2 separate regions of the Gossypium hirsutum genome follow, and region 2 is linked to region 1. Evidence: chromatin contacts called from public Hi-C data. All regions are on one chromosome and are shown on one strand. The core of a region is the stretch at or near the end of the contact, and the rest is flanking DNA. Distances in the headings are between cores, read along the strand shown. Region 1 holds the start of LOC107945453 (oxidation resistance protein 1). Region 2 has its middle 25 kb from the start of LOC107945455.

Region 1 (7,320 bases), core at 1,710-4,209:
ATATACCAAGTTTCCTTAGACAGGAACTGTTTTAAATACAAAAGAAAGCCAGAAGAGCCAATCTTCAGTTAAAGCCCCAAGTAGACCAGATTAATATACTTATGTCATTTCAGTAGTCAATCTACTTGTGTTCTAAAACACAAACATCATTCCATAGTAACATTTTCAGCTCTAGCATACTCTGATGTTTGAACAGCTTGTAATCAATATATATGACAATGGAAATGGTAGACAAAGATGGGAATACCTGTAGGACGGAATATAACTGGGTCCCCGGGTCTATCCGTGAAAACAAAGGTACTATTTGTTCCCTGTTCAAAAATCAAAATGAAATGTGAATATATTTATACAAAATATTGGTGGATACAAAAAAAAGAAAAAGAAAAAAAAAGGGTGTTTTCTAGCATCACCTGGTATTTCTTATTAGTTGGTTTTAGGGGTGCCTCAACCAGACCACCAAACACTGCACCTTTACGGTCTCCAACAACCTATAAGATAAAACAAAATGCTGTGAGCCCTTGACCTAAGTGCTCAGAAAATATGAATGATTTCCTTGCCTAAGGACTAGCACTGGGAAAATAACTGCAATAAGGAATCTGACATCAAGCATGTTTATAGCTTCTGAAATTCCTTCTTCAAGCATAGATAAAAGACAATTGGATTTGAAGTCAACACATCATTGGTATAAAAGATGAAATGCAAAAACTGAATATGAATTGGAAAAAGGGTTCAAGAATACAGAGATCAGTAGACATAGCCGCATAACATAGAATGAGTTCTCAGAATATAAAAATTCATTAAGTTAACGATACAGGCATGTCCAACTAATACTTGGACCATGGATCCATGGCAATGACATTCCAGATAAGTATTAAGGATGACTGCATTGAAGACTTAAAATATGCTGTGAAAGAATAGAAAAAAGAAAAAAAAAAAGTAACAAGAGAAAGTCATTTAACCATTACCAACAAACTGAGACCAGGCCAGAGCATGCTTCTTCGGTACAATGTTGACAGTGATATACCATGCCTCCATGTACTATGAAGGCCAACAGAGATATATCAATGAAGGAAAAATAGCTATTTCTCGGTATAAGCAAAATTATATATCCAAATGAAACACCAAAGTCGATCCATGAAACCGAGAAACAACGGTATTCACCTGTAGAGCAATAACCACTTTCTCCCTTGAACAATTGCAGGAAGTGATGCATAAAGGGCATTTCTTGTTTTCTCTGTAAGAAGCAATGACGGTTCAGAAGATTCAGGAAGTTCTCCCAAAGCCAAAAGCTCCTTAACATTTTGCATATGTCTCATCTCGATCCCATCGAACTTAGCATCACCCTCATCGTCACTTTTCACGTCAGAATCGCCCTTGTCTTTATTTTTGTTTCCACTGATCCTAGTAGCTTGGTAAAGAGCTCTAAGTGATTGCTTACCTCTAGAAAGTAAGCTTTTCCTTCTACCATTCTCTTTCATTATGTTGTCGGATGAATCACCAGTTTCTTCTTGATTATCATTCTGCTCAGCCTGATTCAAATCGTGACCTGATTCCGAAGAAGACAACAGTGAACAGAGGAATGCAGTAAAAGAAGACGTATCAGGGCCATCAACTAGATCCCCATCCTCCTTGCTGATTAACTCTTTCTCTAGTTGGCTTCTTTTTGACTCACTCAAATTTTCCTACCACAAAGATCGTACGTGATTGCAGGCTTTCAACAGAGTAACTTAGTAATACTTCAAAACAGATTAACTACTCAGTAGTCATAGACCTTTTTATTCTTTGACAAGGTTGAGATTCTTAATGCAAGTTTTTTCAATGGAGATAAGTTTCAAATCACAATACAATAGAACCTGAACTTTTAAACCATAGCTGAAGTTCAAACAAAGAATTTCCACAATCAGTTCAATAATCCTAATCTCAAGAAATGATTAACCAAGACCCAAAAAAGAAAGGGGAAAAAGAGAAGAAAACAAACAATAATGATAATTAGGAAGGAAAATAAAAGATGCAACCTTGCAAAACCCAATCAAATACATTGAAAACATGAAAAATCAAAACAATCTAAAGCATATGAAAAATCTATATCTAAGCTGCCCACAATTAAACATTATTTGGGATGTTGACTAAACAGAAGAACAATGGCAAACATCATCGTTGATGATCATAATTGTGATAAGCACTCAAAAGCATAAATAAGGAGGGGGTGGGGGGGGGAGGAAGAAGCATTCTCAAGATAAAGCAAAGAGAGAGAGAGAGAGACTTACAGGAGGAGGGTGGAGAGGCGAGGAGGATTTATCAGAAATGGGGTTAAGAAGGCCAGTGGTAAGATCAGTTACAAAGTGAACAGCTTTGTTCCTCAAAGACTTTTTCATTCCCATTTCCTTCCTTTTAATATCCAATCCAATTCACCCCCGAAAGACAGATATTTTACACCACAGCTTCCTAGCTTTTTTGTCTGTCGATTTGAGTGGTGTCTGATTCTATATTCCATTCATATTCTCAAAAAAAGAACAAAGAAAACAACTTCTTTTGGCTGGCTTCTACCAAATTCAGCTACAAAAGCAGCATAATTGAAATAATAATAAAATATCACATATTAAAGGAGAAACCATATTACCCACTTCCTTTCCTTTCCCTTTCATTTTGGTAGCCGGAGCAAAGGAGAAAGAGTATGCTTAAAGTAAATCCTTATGGGCAGATAGCCTGGTTTCTGCCCAATGGATAAGGCGCTGATCTACGGAACCAGAGATTCTGGGTTTGATCCCCAGTGGAGTTGCCAGGGCTGTGTTTTTCCATATAGCAATTTTTTTTTAATTACCAAAATTAATAAACTGACCCGTCTCATAAAATCAAGTCGCCATGGCTGTGTTTTTCCATACAAAAACCTTTTTTTTTTAAACCAAATTTAACAAAATGGCCTGTGTCATAAAATCAGATCTAAATTTATGTTAATTTTGAAATTGAGCAAGTAAGAACAATGGATCACAATTTTAATATTTTCTTACATGATTTTAATTTATATAATAATAAATTTATCCCTCAAAGTTTATATATTTTATCAATTTAATTTTAATTTAACAAATTTAATCAACAACATTTGTATAAGTGTATAAATGTTGAGGTTAAATTTATTATATTTTTAGAATTATGATCAAAATGATAAAAATATATAAATATTTAAGACTAAATTTGTTATTATATGAATTAAAATTATATATAATTAACAGAAGATATTAATATTGTAATTAATTATCTTTAGTTGTTGACTTTCAATTTTTTTAAAAGATTTTTTTATTTTTTTAATGAAAACCAAAAGGACAAAAAGAAAAAAAAGGAGAAGTCACTCAAGCAATGAATCGAGGACAATGATATGCACAGTTCACACCAACGAGGTCTGTCTAGACTCCTTTTTTGTTTAATCTCACAAGTATCTTTCCTTTGGATGATAGCAGTGGAGTGAGTTTCATCCACTGAAACTGAATTTTTTTACTGAACCTTTTACCTCCAGTGAACTCATTGGCTTGCATTTCACAAACATTGGCTTCTTATTTGACAATTATGACCCTCCTTTTGTTCTAAGAATAATAACCCAGCCACACAATCTTCATTTTTCTAATAAAAGTAATAAACATTTGTATCTAAAATTCAGCAAATTAATAAATTTGTATAATTTTGGTAAAAAAAAGTGAAATAATTGAGAAATGCATATCCCACCATAGTTTAATATTTCTATATATAATTCATCAAATAAATAATCTTATAAAATTCATAAAATGGTTTTAATATTTTTAATTGTTATTTAACAAAAGTGTAATTTAATATTTCATATAAAATGCTTTTAAATAATTATTTATTATATTATAGGGTGAGTATTTAGTATATTGACAATATACTTTTTTATTGCACCAGCCGTCTTAAAAAATTGATATGTGTCTTTTTTAAAAAAAATATTTTTTTAATCTTTTACTATATCCTTATAAGATACTTTTCAACCCTCTAATATTGCTTGTGGAGTCTAAAAACTCTACTAACAGTATATTAAATAATTTCCCTATATAACTCCATTTTAAACTAATGCCCTTAATAGCTATAACTCCATTTTAAACTAATGCCCTCAATAGCCATTTCTTATTTTCATCTCACTGCTACAATTGTGTTTGAATACAAACACTATTCTACTGTTGATTTTATTCTCACCGTTACACTGACTAATCTCACCATCACTACTTTTAATCTCACTGCCCATCTAAAGGATATCTAGCATCATCCAAATCAACAATTTGGGTCTCCCTAAATATTATAAACTGAATGATCATTCAATTTACATAAAGTGTTCCCTTTGTTTTCTCCCAAAAAGAAAATAGTTCCCTTCACTCTCTTTCAGTCTCAGTCTAGCCATTAACCCACTAGAAACATGTTACGTAATCACCAACAAGTTATATCCAACAATCCTTTGAGACCCTTTCAGTGATGGTTGGTTTCCTTTTCCTTTTTTTTTCCACCCTACAAAGCATGTCTTCGAGGCTTGCCTCCCAAATGCTCACTTGGGATGAAGTCATAGTTTTCATTCATAATAAAAAGATGTTTCAAATAAGCACCCAAAATGGTAACTTCAAATAACCCCTTTCATTGGAAATGCAATGACCGATCAAATTTAGGGTCTTACTAGGGGCCAAATATTAGGGTCGTTAAAATCACTGCATAATACCAATTTTGCATGTCATTTTTTTGTGTGCAAATTGATGCTCTAATTTTAGGTTCGTGTTTTACTTTGTGAGATGAAAAACTTGAAAGAATTTCATGTTAAGATATGAACTCCAATCTTATTTTCTAAATGAAAAGCTCTATCAATTGACATTTTAATGTAGGACAATGCGGTAATGATATGCTTTGCCTGTTGCAGATCACATGAGTACATTTATAATACGAACTAGACTCATAAAATAACAAATACAAAGTTACTATATACTGAAGCATTTAGCTCCCAATGCTACTGATGTGAGCACATTTACGCCACCAAGGCAAACCGATCCGGAGGTCTTACCATTAGGACCTATTACCCGTTCTAAGGCAAAGAAATTCAGGGAAGTCTTGTTCCTACTTGTGCTACGATTCCAAATTCATTCGATCATGTTCATGCCTTAGAACATAGGCTTTATAACATGTTGCATGCTGATATGTGACATATCTCGGTTATATTACTAGTTCAAGTGTTTAAGTATGTCTATGTTATGCTAAGTACGTTTCTGCAATTGGGTTGATAGTATTTGTATTGTTTCTAAGTTGTTTCTAAATTGTAAGTGTGTTAAAGAATAAGAATTGCAAGTGTTCCAGCTTGTAATTGTGTTTTCCATTAAATTTACCAGACTTTGATGGAAGTTTGATATGTTTTGATATAGGTACAATAATGGACAGCAGCTTAAGGCATCATTTCTAGCTTGGTTGAAGCTCAAATATGTGCGTGCAGCTCTTCTCAGCTCGAAATAGTTCTGAAAGTTTGTTTCCATCTCATTTCAGCTCAGTACATTTCCAGCTAGCTCAATTTCAGCTCCAGTAGCTCAACTCTAGCTGACAAGTCCAAAAGTAGTTGGAAGGTGTCCTACGTATCGGGGAGTGTCCCATACACACGTGGCAACCTAGGTGGCATCCCAGCATACAAATAACACACGTAACAGCCTTGACACATGTGTGTGCATGTGTGGCCGAAATCAGCCCTCTTTTCTACATATGATGCCAAATTCAAAGGGATAAGAACAAGAGTTCAAATGTTTGAATTTCAAACGTTTTGGATAAGAACAAGAGTTCAAATGTTTGAATTCAAAAACATTTCACACATATTAAATGTGTGGCTAGTATTTGATGGCGCCAAGAGAGGATATAACTCATTCATATTCAAATTTGAATTCTTTATTTACAGCCACAAGTTCAAATTCGACAACCCCTTCCTTGTACTTATAAATAGATGTTCAAACAATGTAATCTGGTTAGATGATTTTTATTAAACAAATACTTGTGAGAATTTTCTCTCAATTTTGGTTCTTCATTGAACTTTTTTTTGACATTTCAGACTTAGTTTGTCGTGTCAAAATTTCCTTGATACTTAGGGTTCCTAGATTGCTATCTAGAGGGTCCAAGTCCTTCGACATGAAACATATTCGATTCGGGTTTGCATAGTCTATTGTGCAGGTTCTTTCGAGTTTTTCGTCTCCAATTTTGAATTTTGTTCCCTTTCTTTTGTTTTGTTTGTGTGTTGTTTATGCTGCAGAAAGGATGTTTGTTATAATCCTAGATCCGCAATCCTTCAAGGTTCGTTGTTTCGATAAGCAATGCCATATTAAGTGGTAATCAGAGCTTAGGTTGGATTTTAGCACGTTCTGCACCAAAAAAAAAACAAACAAAACAAACAAAATATATAATTATCAAAGTTTAAAAGAAAAAGAAAAAAATCGAAAAAATATAATAAAATCAGTTTTTGAAATTTTGTGCAAATTACAAAAGAACGGTGTTGAATTGTGTGTGACATGTTGGAAGATGCTCAAATTACAACTTGAAATGCGTGAAAATCATCCAAAACAACTTTTCTTGTTTGATTCGGTGATAGGATCGTTGTAAGCATTTCTTTTGTAGTAAGTTGTTGAGTTTTCTTTTTTGTTGTCATCCTCGTTTCTTCATTTTTTTCTCAGTCCTATATCTTTCTTTAACTGTTTGTTTCTTTAACCTTTACTTTTTTCTTTTCCCTTTCTCTTGTAAGTTTGACATAGTTAACAAGTCCGAAGGATCGGGTTAGTTCCCTAAAGAACTGATTGCGAGTGATCGAGTGGAAAAAGGCATTGAGCATTGTGAGAATAGAAGAGGAGACAAAAAAGAGCCATTCAAGTATTCTCTCAAGTGAAACATGAGCGCTGAGTGTATTTTCAGTGCACTGTTCTTTGGAGTGAAAATCGAGAGGTTTTGTGAGTGTACTGTGAGGACTTTTATTATTTTTTGTTTTACTTAACTTTTTATCAGTATTCTTTGTGTTGTTTAAGTATGACAGGATCGGAAGATCGTATTTATGATGAAAATCAGCCACCAGATTTGCAAATACAGGCTCTTACTCGCACCTTGCAACATCTGTTAGAAAATGTATTAGAGCCTATACATTCTCGTTTGGACAAGATCGATGGGGGTGGTTCCCAATCTGTCCATAATGAACAGAATGATGAAAATGACGTTGAACTTTCACCAAAGGTGAATCAACGACCAGGACACGCAGTTGATGATAATATTTCTAACATAAAAGTTGTTATACCTTTTTTTCAGGGACGAACAGATCCT
Region 2 (7,320 bases), core at 3,549-6,048, 49 kb after region 1:
ATTTTTTATAAAAAAAACACTTAATTAAACATGATAATCAAACATCAAAGATTTATTTTTCATCATCAAACAATAAATTCCTCACATTATCAACAATGGCAAATCTCAAATTCATCATCAAATCCGAAAATTAAAGCATGGGCTAGGTAATATACAAAGCAACGATCTCAAAAACGTAAAAATTATTGAAAACCAAACAAAATCCACACCTCAATTTGAGCTTCAAAGTGTCGAATCTTTAAAGCTTTCAAATGGTTCTTTTTCTCTTCAATATTCAGCCAAAAGATGAACATGCATGGCCCTTTTAATTTGTTATATTAAGCATATATTAGCCTTATTTTTAATTTACTATATTAACCTTTATATATATATATGACATATATAATAAGGTTACATTAGTCCTTTGCCACGCACTAACTTACATAGTGGACTATTTGCATAATAAAACCTCTAAGTTATAAAGACAACAACAATTAGGTGCTTTTATAATTAACCCCTAAATTTTCATTTTACGCGATTAAGCCCTTTTATTAAATCGAACACTTAAACAACGAAATTAAAACACGAAAATTTCACACAATCAAATGCACACAAAATAAACACACAAAATAATATTAAAATATTTTTTTGACTCGGACTTGTGGTCCCGAAACCACTATGTCCGATTAGAGTCAAAACCGGGTTGTTACACTTCTTCACATCCGTTGTCATCCCCTTCCAATATAATATACTCGAAATTCTCTTTCTAGTAGCATGCACCCCCGAATGTCCCCCAATGGAGCTGGAATGAAAGTGAAGGAACAGTTTCTTGCGCAATTCAGTAGCTTTACCCACCATAATTTTCCCTCTTCTAAATAAAAAATGACCATCCCAAGAATACTTGGGGTCAGTATTTCGGGATTGTAAAAACTTCTGAATGAGCCTTTGTAGTTTGTCATCCAACACATATGACTGTTGTACCTGCTCCAAAAGACCCGAGATAACCGAACTAGTCGACATCTGAAAATATTGGTTCTGGTTGAACTGTGGTTGTCGAGAAAGAGCGTCCGTCACCGTGTTATTAATCCCCTTCCTGTATGATATTTCAAAATCATATCCCAACATCTTCGCTACCCACCTCTGTTGGTACGGTGTAACCGCCATTTGATCTGTTACAAACCGTAGACTTTGGTGGTCAGTTCTGATTTTAAAGTGTCGGCTAACCAAATAGGGATGCCACTTCCGAACCGCCAACAACACTGCCATCATCTCCTTTTCATAGATCGACAAAGCTTGATGGCGTAACCCGAGAGCCTTGCTAAAGAAAGCAATCGGTCTTCCTTGCTGCTGTAGCACCGCCCCAGTGCCAACCCCACTAGCGTCTGTATCGACCACGAATTCCAGCTCAAAATTTGGAATTGCCAATACCGGAGCCGAACTTATAGCTTGTTTAAGCATCTGAAATGCTGTGGTAGCACGATCAGACCATTCCCACCCATTTTTCTCTAAAAAATCGGTTAAGGGTCGAGCTATTGTCCCATAGTTCTTAATAAACCTTCTATAGTACCCAGTGAGGCCAAGGAAGCTACGTAGTTCCTTCACTGACCGTGGAGTAGCCCAAGCAAGTATGCAGTCGACTTTAGAAGTATCCATGGAAACTGTTCCTTCTTGCAGGATGTGGCCTAAGTAATGAATTTGAGAGGATCCAAAACAACACTTGTTCTTCTTTGCATATAACTGCTGCTCCCTTAAAATCAACAAAACTGACCTTAAATGATGTAGACTTTGAGTAAACAAGAATGTCGTCAAAGAATACCAGCACAAATTTCCTCAGCAACGATTTAAAGATGGAATTCATGAGGGCTTGGAAGCTTGATGGAGCATTAGTGAGACCAAAGGGCATCACTAAAAATTCATAGTGCCCTTCATGCGTACGGAAAGTAGTTTTATGCACATCAGGCTCCCACATACGAATCTGATGATAACCGAACCTTAAGTCCAGCTTAGAAAATACCTTAGCCTCCCCTAGTTCATCCAACAATTCTTCAATCACTAGAATAGGGAACTTATCTTTGACTGTATGTTGGTTCAATTGCCTATAGTCCACGCAAAGTCTCCAACTACCATCCTTCTTTTTGACCATGACAATGGGAGAAGCAAAGGAGCTGGTACTATCACGAATGATCCCCGCCTGCAACATTTCTTGAATGAGCTTCTCCATTTCATTTTTTTGGAACGTTGGATACCTATAAGGTCGCATTTTGACTATTGCTCCCTCGTCCCTTAACGGAATCTTGTGGTCGTGCAACTTTCGAGGTGGCAACCCTTTTGGAACCTGAAAGATGTCATCAAACTCCTTCAACAGTTCTTAGAGATGATTACCCTGGTCCTTGTTTGCTGGTGTTGAAAGTATTACTTGTTCGGGTGAACTCAACACTGCTGTAAAAGGACCTATTGACTGCCCCACTGCTGTAAAACAACGTGGTTTAATTTCCCTGTCCACTACCGCCAGTGAACCAGGAACTATGCCTCGAAGTATACAAGATTCCCCTGCAACCTTAAACTGCATAGTGAGAGAACCAAAATTCCACATGATATCCCCAAGAGTTAATAACCATTGCACCCCCAATACCATATCACATCCTTTCAAGGCTAACACCATGAAGTCCATGGTAAACTTATGTTGCTGCACTTCCCATGTAACCCCTTTACACAAACCTCTAGTAAACAAGCAGCTCCCATTCGCCATAGAAACTCTCAATTGTTCTTGTCGTCCCACTGGTATAAACAACCTATGAACCAATTTTGAGTCTATAAAATTGTGGGTACTTCCGGAATCGACTAGAATAATGGCCCACTGAGTTCCCATTTTAGCAACCATCCTCATCGTATTATGCCCTTGCATCCCTGTTAAAGAATTTAGTGAAATGATAGGAGCTTTGATACCCTCACCATCATTCTCATTTTCTTCCAACTTGTCAGCACATTCATGGAACTCCTTGCTCTCTCACTCCGAATAAGGTTCCAATAAAACTTGATAAAGTTGCGATCTCATGCACTTGTGACCCGCCTGATATTTAGCCCCACACCAATAACATAGGCCCTTCTGCTTCCTTTCCGCTATCAATGCTGGAGAGATGTTCCTAGTCCCCGAATTCATGGATGAAACCTTAGTACTCGCCTGACCATTGCTCCCTGATTTTGTGAAAAAAATAGAGTGCCTCGATATAGCCGGAGGACTGCTAACATTTCTGGTTAAATTAACTCCCAATGTCGAAGGCCCTTTCCTAGAGTGGGAAACTAATATTTCAATTTTTTTAGCTAATTGAAAGGCTTCCATTAACGTCGATGGTGCGAAAAGATCTAAATAGTGGCCTATTTCAGTTTTCAAATTCCCTAGAAATATACTAAGAGCATACTTTTCAGGCAAATGCAATTGATTAAGTAACCCCACAAAGAGATCTTGGAACTGCTCAACCGTACCTTGCTGTTTCAGATTGACCAACTCTCTCATAGGATCCCCGAAAGATCCACAACCAAAATGATCCTGGAGACTCTTGATGCATGGCGACCAGGACAGCATCTACAGGCCACCATTTTGTTGAGAATAGAAATGATGCCACTCCAACGCTCGCCCTTCCAAGTTCAGCATTACCAAACGAACCTTGCTAACGTCCGGTACCTCCTCTGCTTTGAAATACTGCTCCAACTTGGTCCACCAACCCCGAAAATCGGTTCCATCGAACTTGGGACATTCCAATCGGCTATGATTCACCGAACCTCCAGTCGCAAATGAAGAATCCTTCATCTGTACACTGCCTCCATTTGTTGGCATCTGGGGTAACTCCGTGTTCTTAGGTACGAAACCAGGCGGAGCCCCCAACACCCCTTTGCCCTTATCCCCTGAAGCATTCGCCGACGATCCTATCGGAGGGGGCCCAAAGTACTGACCTAGCAGCGCTTGAAGATCTCCTTGCAACTCCGATTTAAGATCCTGCAGCCGATGCTCCAACTTTGCTTCCACCCGAGCGATTTCCTCATGGAATTTTGAAATCTCCTGTTGTAAACTGCCCACTTCCTTCTGTAGCCTAGTAGATACTCCATCACCAGTCATCTTAAGGGATCGTAGAGGCTCTGATACCTTTGTTGCAGAATAATTTGAAGAAGAGAAATAGAAGGGAAGAAGGAAGGAAGAAGAGAGAACGCAGAGAAAGAAAATTTTGTTGTATTTCCTCAATGATCGGTACCATGCAAAACATGCAGAATTAAAAAAAGTTACAACGTAATGACGTGGCCAAGTTCTGTTATACTCCAAAACGCCCCGTATCATTAATTCATAAAACGCTCCGTATATGCTTGACAAGACCTGCTAATTTTTTTGTCTCGCAACACGGTGGTAGAAGGCAGGTGGCTGCGGCGGCAAGCGTCAGAAGGGCTAGGGTTTAGCTTTTCTGAAACCCTAGTTTGACTTGGTTTGTTGGGCTGGGGTGATTTTGGGCTTGTTGGGCTTGCTGATTTGTGTTTAAATTTTGTAATGGACTGTGGATTTTGTTTAATCTGGGCCCCGGGCAAAATTTGGGTTGTAAATTAATTTTGCAAAGTTTTTTTTTAAGTAAAACATTGAAATATTTTTTTGTGTTTTTAACATATTTTTATTTTCATTTCTCAAAATCCAGTTCTTTTATATTTTGTTTTTCAAGAAAATGAACCTGATAATAAATTTGGGTTACTTTTCCTTCACTTTCCAAGAATTCATTGTTACGGGGCAAGATTCAAAGATTATGAGATGACGGCGTTTAGAATGAATGAAATGAAACGGGACATATTGAGTAAGTGAAACGGGGCGTTTTGGGTAGGGTGTAGTCAGCAGCGATTATCAAATCAGTTTGTGTAATCAATCAGAAATTTGTGTTTCTCATTCTTGTTCATTATTTCAAGGTAAAAGAATTCATTGCTATAATAATACAATTACGACAAGTGAGATGGAAATAATATACACCCACGGATTAGTTTAGTTTGTAAAGACGATTATATTCATGGGGTGAGTTTAAAAATATCAGCTTTCTCTGGGTGTTTTCCTTTTTTTTTTAAAAAAAATTTTCAGAAATATTTATATCAGTTACTTTGTGTTAAAATTGAAGTACAAATATATTCTTGAACTAAAAACTGAAACACAAATCCTTTATTTTCCGTCAACGGTTCAATCAACAAATTAGATACGTATTTATATATGCAATATTTATAAAGGTTATAGTTAGGGGAGTAAAATTCGATTTGATTCGAAAAAAAATCGAATTGAGTTATTTGAATTATTCGAGTCAACTCGAATAAGTAATTCGAGTTTCGAGTTGGAATTAGTTAAATTTTACAATTCGAATAACTCAAATAATTCGAATAACATATTTGTATAAATACTTTTTTGATCCCTGTTAAGTTTGAAAATGAGCAAATTGGTCCTTTAGTGAAAATTACAAAATAATTCAAAATAATTTTCATAAATTCAAAATAACTTTGAAAATTCAAAACATTTATAAAAATTCCAAAATTTATATTTTTTAAAAAATTCTAATTTTTTTTAAAAAATCCTAAAAAATATATAAAGAAAGTTAAAAACTTTCTAGAACAATAATTTTGGGACCTAAATAAGTTAATTAATGATTCTAATTTATTATATTAAAATATTTATTATTATTATTTTGCTTTGAATTTTTTGTCAAATATATATGGTTTCAAATTTTTGTGCTCCAACATGGAATTAGTTATACTGTAACAAGATTTTAATTTGACATGTTTAACTTTTTAATTTAACTTGAATAATTTCACTTGATTCGATTCGACTCGAATTTCATTTCACTCGACTTGATTCGGAAAAATTTCAAATCGAGTTAAGATGATAAAATAAGACTTGTCAACTTGATTAACTCAAAATTTCTTCACTCGATTCGATCGAATGCTCATCCCTACTCATACTAATATAAAATTAAAATAATTTTATACTTTACTTTTTGTACGATTGATATTTTAATAATTTGACCGTGTTATTGTAATATTATACTTAAATAAATCATGCATCTCAAGAATGGGTGAGCAATTGATCGAATCGATGAAAAAATTTCGAGTTAATCGAGTTGAAGAATCCTATTTTATCATCCTAACTTGATTTGAAATTTTCTCGAATCAAGTCAAGTGAAATGGAATTCGAATTGAATTGAATATATTTGTTCAAGTTAAATTAAAAAAAAAAGAATTTGAATCTTTGTAACCATTGTCACCCACTATAATCAGATTTGTTATTAAGTTTCATCTTCTCATAATTTATTTATTAATATTTTATATATGGGTTAGCTTCTTTGCTTGCTTAGTTGCTTCAATTATATTTTGATTTTTGTCACTATGTATTTTGAAATTAAAAAATATATTAAATATAAAAAATGTGATTTTTTAATAAAATTTACTTTAAAGATAAAATGTGAAATTAATACCAACATAAAATGTTAACACAAATATTTTATGACATCATCAATAATTTAATTTTAACATAAATTTATAAAGATTTAATATGATTAAACAATTCAATAATAAAAATAGTACAAAATGTGAAATTTAATTTAATAATATAAATAGTAGATATAAATAAAATTATTACTATTTAGGTTTAAGGATTTTTTTAGATAATTTTTTATTTAAGGGTAAAGGGTGAAAAGTAAAAGTTTAGGGGGAAAATATTAAAAAAAAATTGGGGGAAAATGGGTTTGGAGTAGATGAGAGGTGGGATGGGAGGGGAGTAAAAGCTATGGGGGAAAAGTGAGAAGGAGTAACAGTATTAAGGGAAAAGTAAAAATGTTTGGAGATTTGTGGTAAAAATGTAAAATATTATAAGTTGATATTTAGTTTATTCAAATTATTTTTGTTTTATTGAAGACAAACAGGAATAACTAATTAATTTCATCCGAAAGGTTTAAGAAAAAACTCCTAGATTGTTCCAATTCTAAGAAATTTTGGACCATAACAGGGGGAAATTCTAAAAATTGCAAATAAACTCTAGAGGATAAAGCTTATTTTGCCATACAATCTGCAACTTAATTTTGTTCTTTGGGAATGTGACGCAATAATCATAATTCGCCGAATTATTTGAGTTATTCAAATTTCAACATTAAACTCAATTTGAACTCAAAATTAAAAAAAAAAAGTTAACTCGAATAACTTAAATAACTCGATTCATTTAACTCAGATTTCAAATTTTTTTTTTGAATTGAATCGAATTTTGCTCATCACTAATCTCAAGTTGTGAATAAAAAAATATTTAATATAATTTACTTTCAACCGTCAATTTAATAAAAG

What was found. A called contact is a pair of places that touch in the nucleus more often than the background predicts.
Region 2: a Hi-C map of leaf shows a contact between it and region 1, with 2.2 times the contacts expected there. The contact joins the enhancer-like site here to the promoter of LOC107945453 in region 1. A contact is called at or near these places in 5 of 34 Hi-C or Micro-C datasets (anther, hypocotyl and leaf).

The regions. Positions count from the first base shown.
Region 1 is chrD12:16,064,927-16,072,246 of Gossypium_hirsutum_v2.1, forward strand. LOC107945453 (oxidation resistance protein 1) reads right to left here and starts at 2,960. Exons shown (of 8, transcript XM_016879470.2): 1 at 2,268-2,960; 2 at 1,162-1,682; 3 at 966-1,038; 4 at 411-488; 5 at 248-311. The coding sequence starts at 2,381.
Region 2 is chrD12:16,112,188-16,119,507 of Gossypium_hirsutum_v2.1, forward strand. No RefSeq gene overlaps it. Among protein-coding and RNA genes, the nearest start is that of LOC107945455, 25 kb to the right of the region's middle. Within about 2 kb of position 4,799, at least 1 of the 9 cell types and tissues checked has an H3K27ac peak or open chromatin away from gene starts, as enhancers often do. A contact at or near this core is called in leaf, where this site is marked.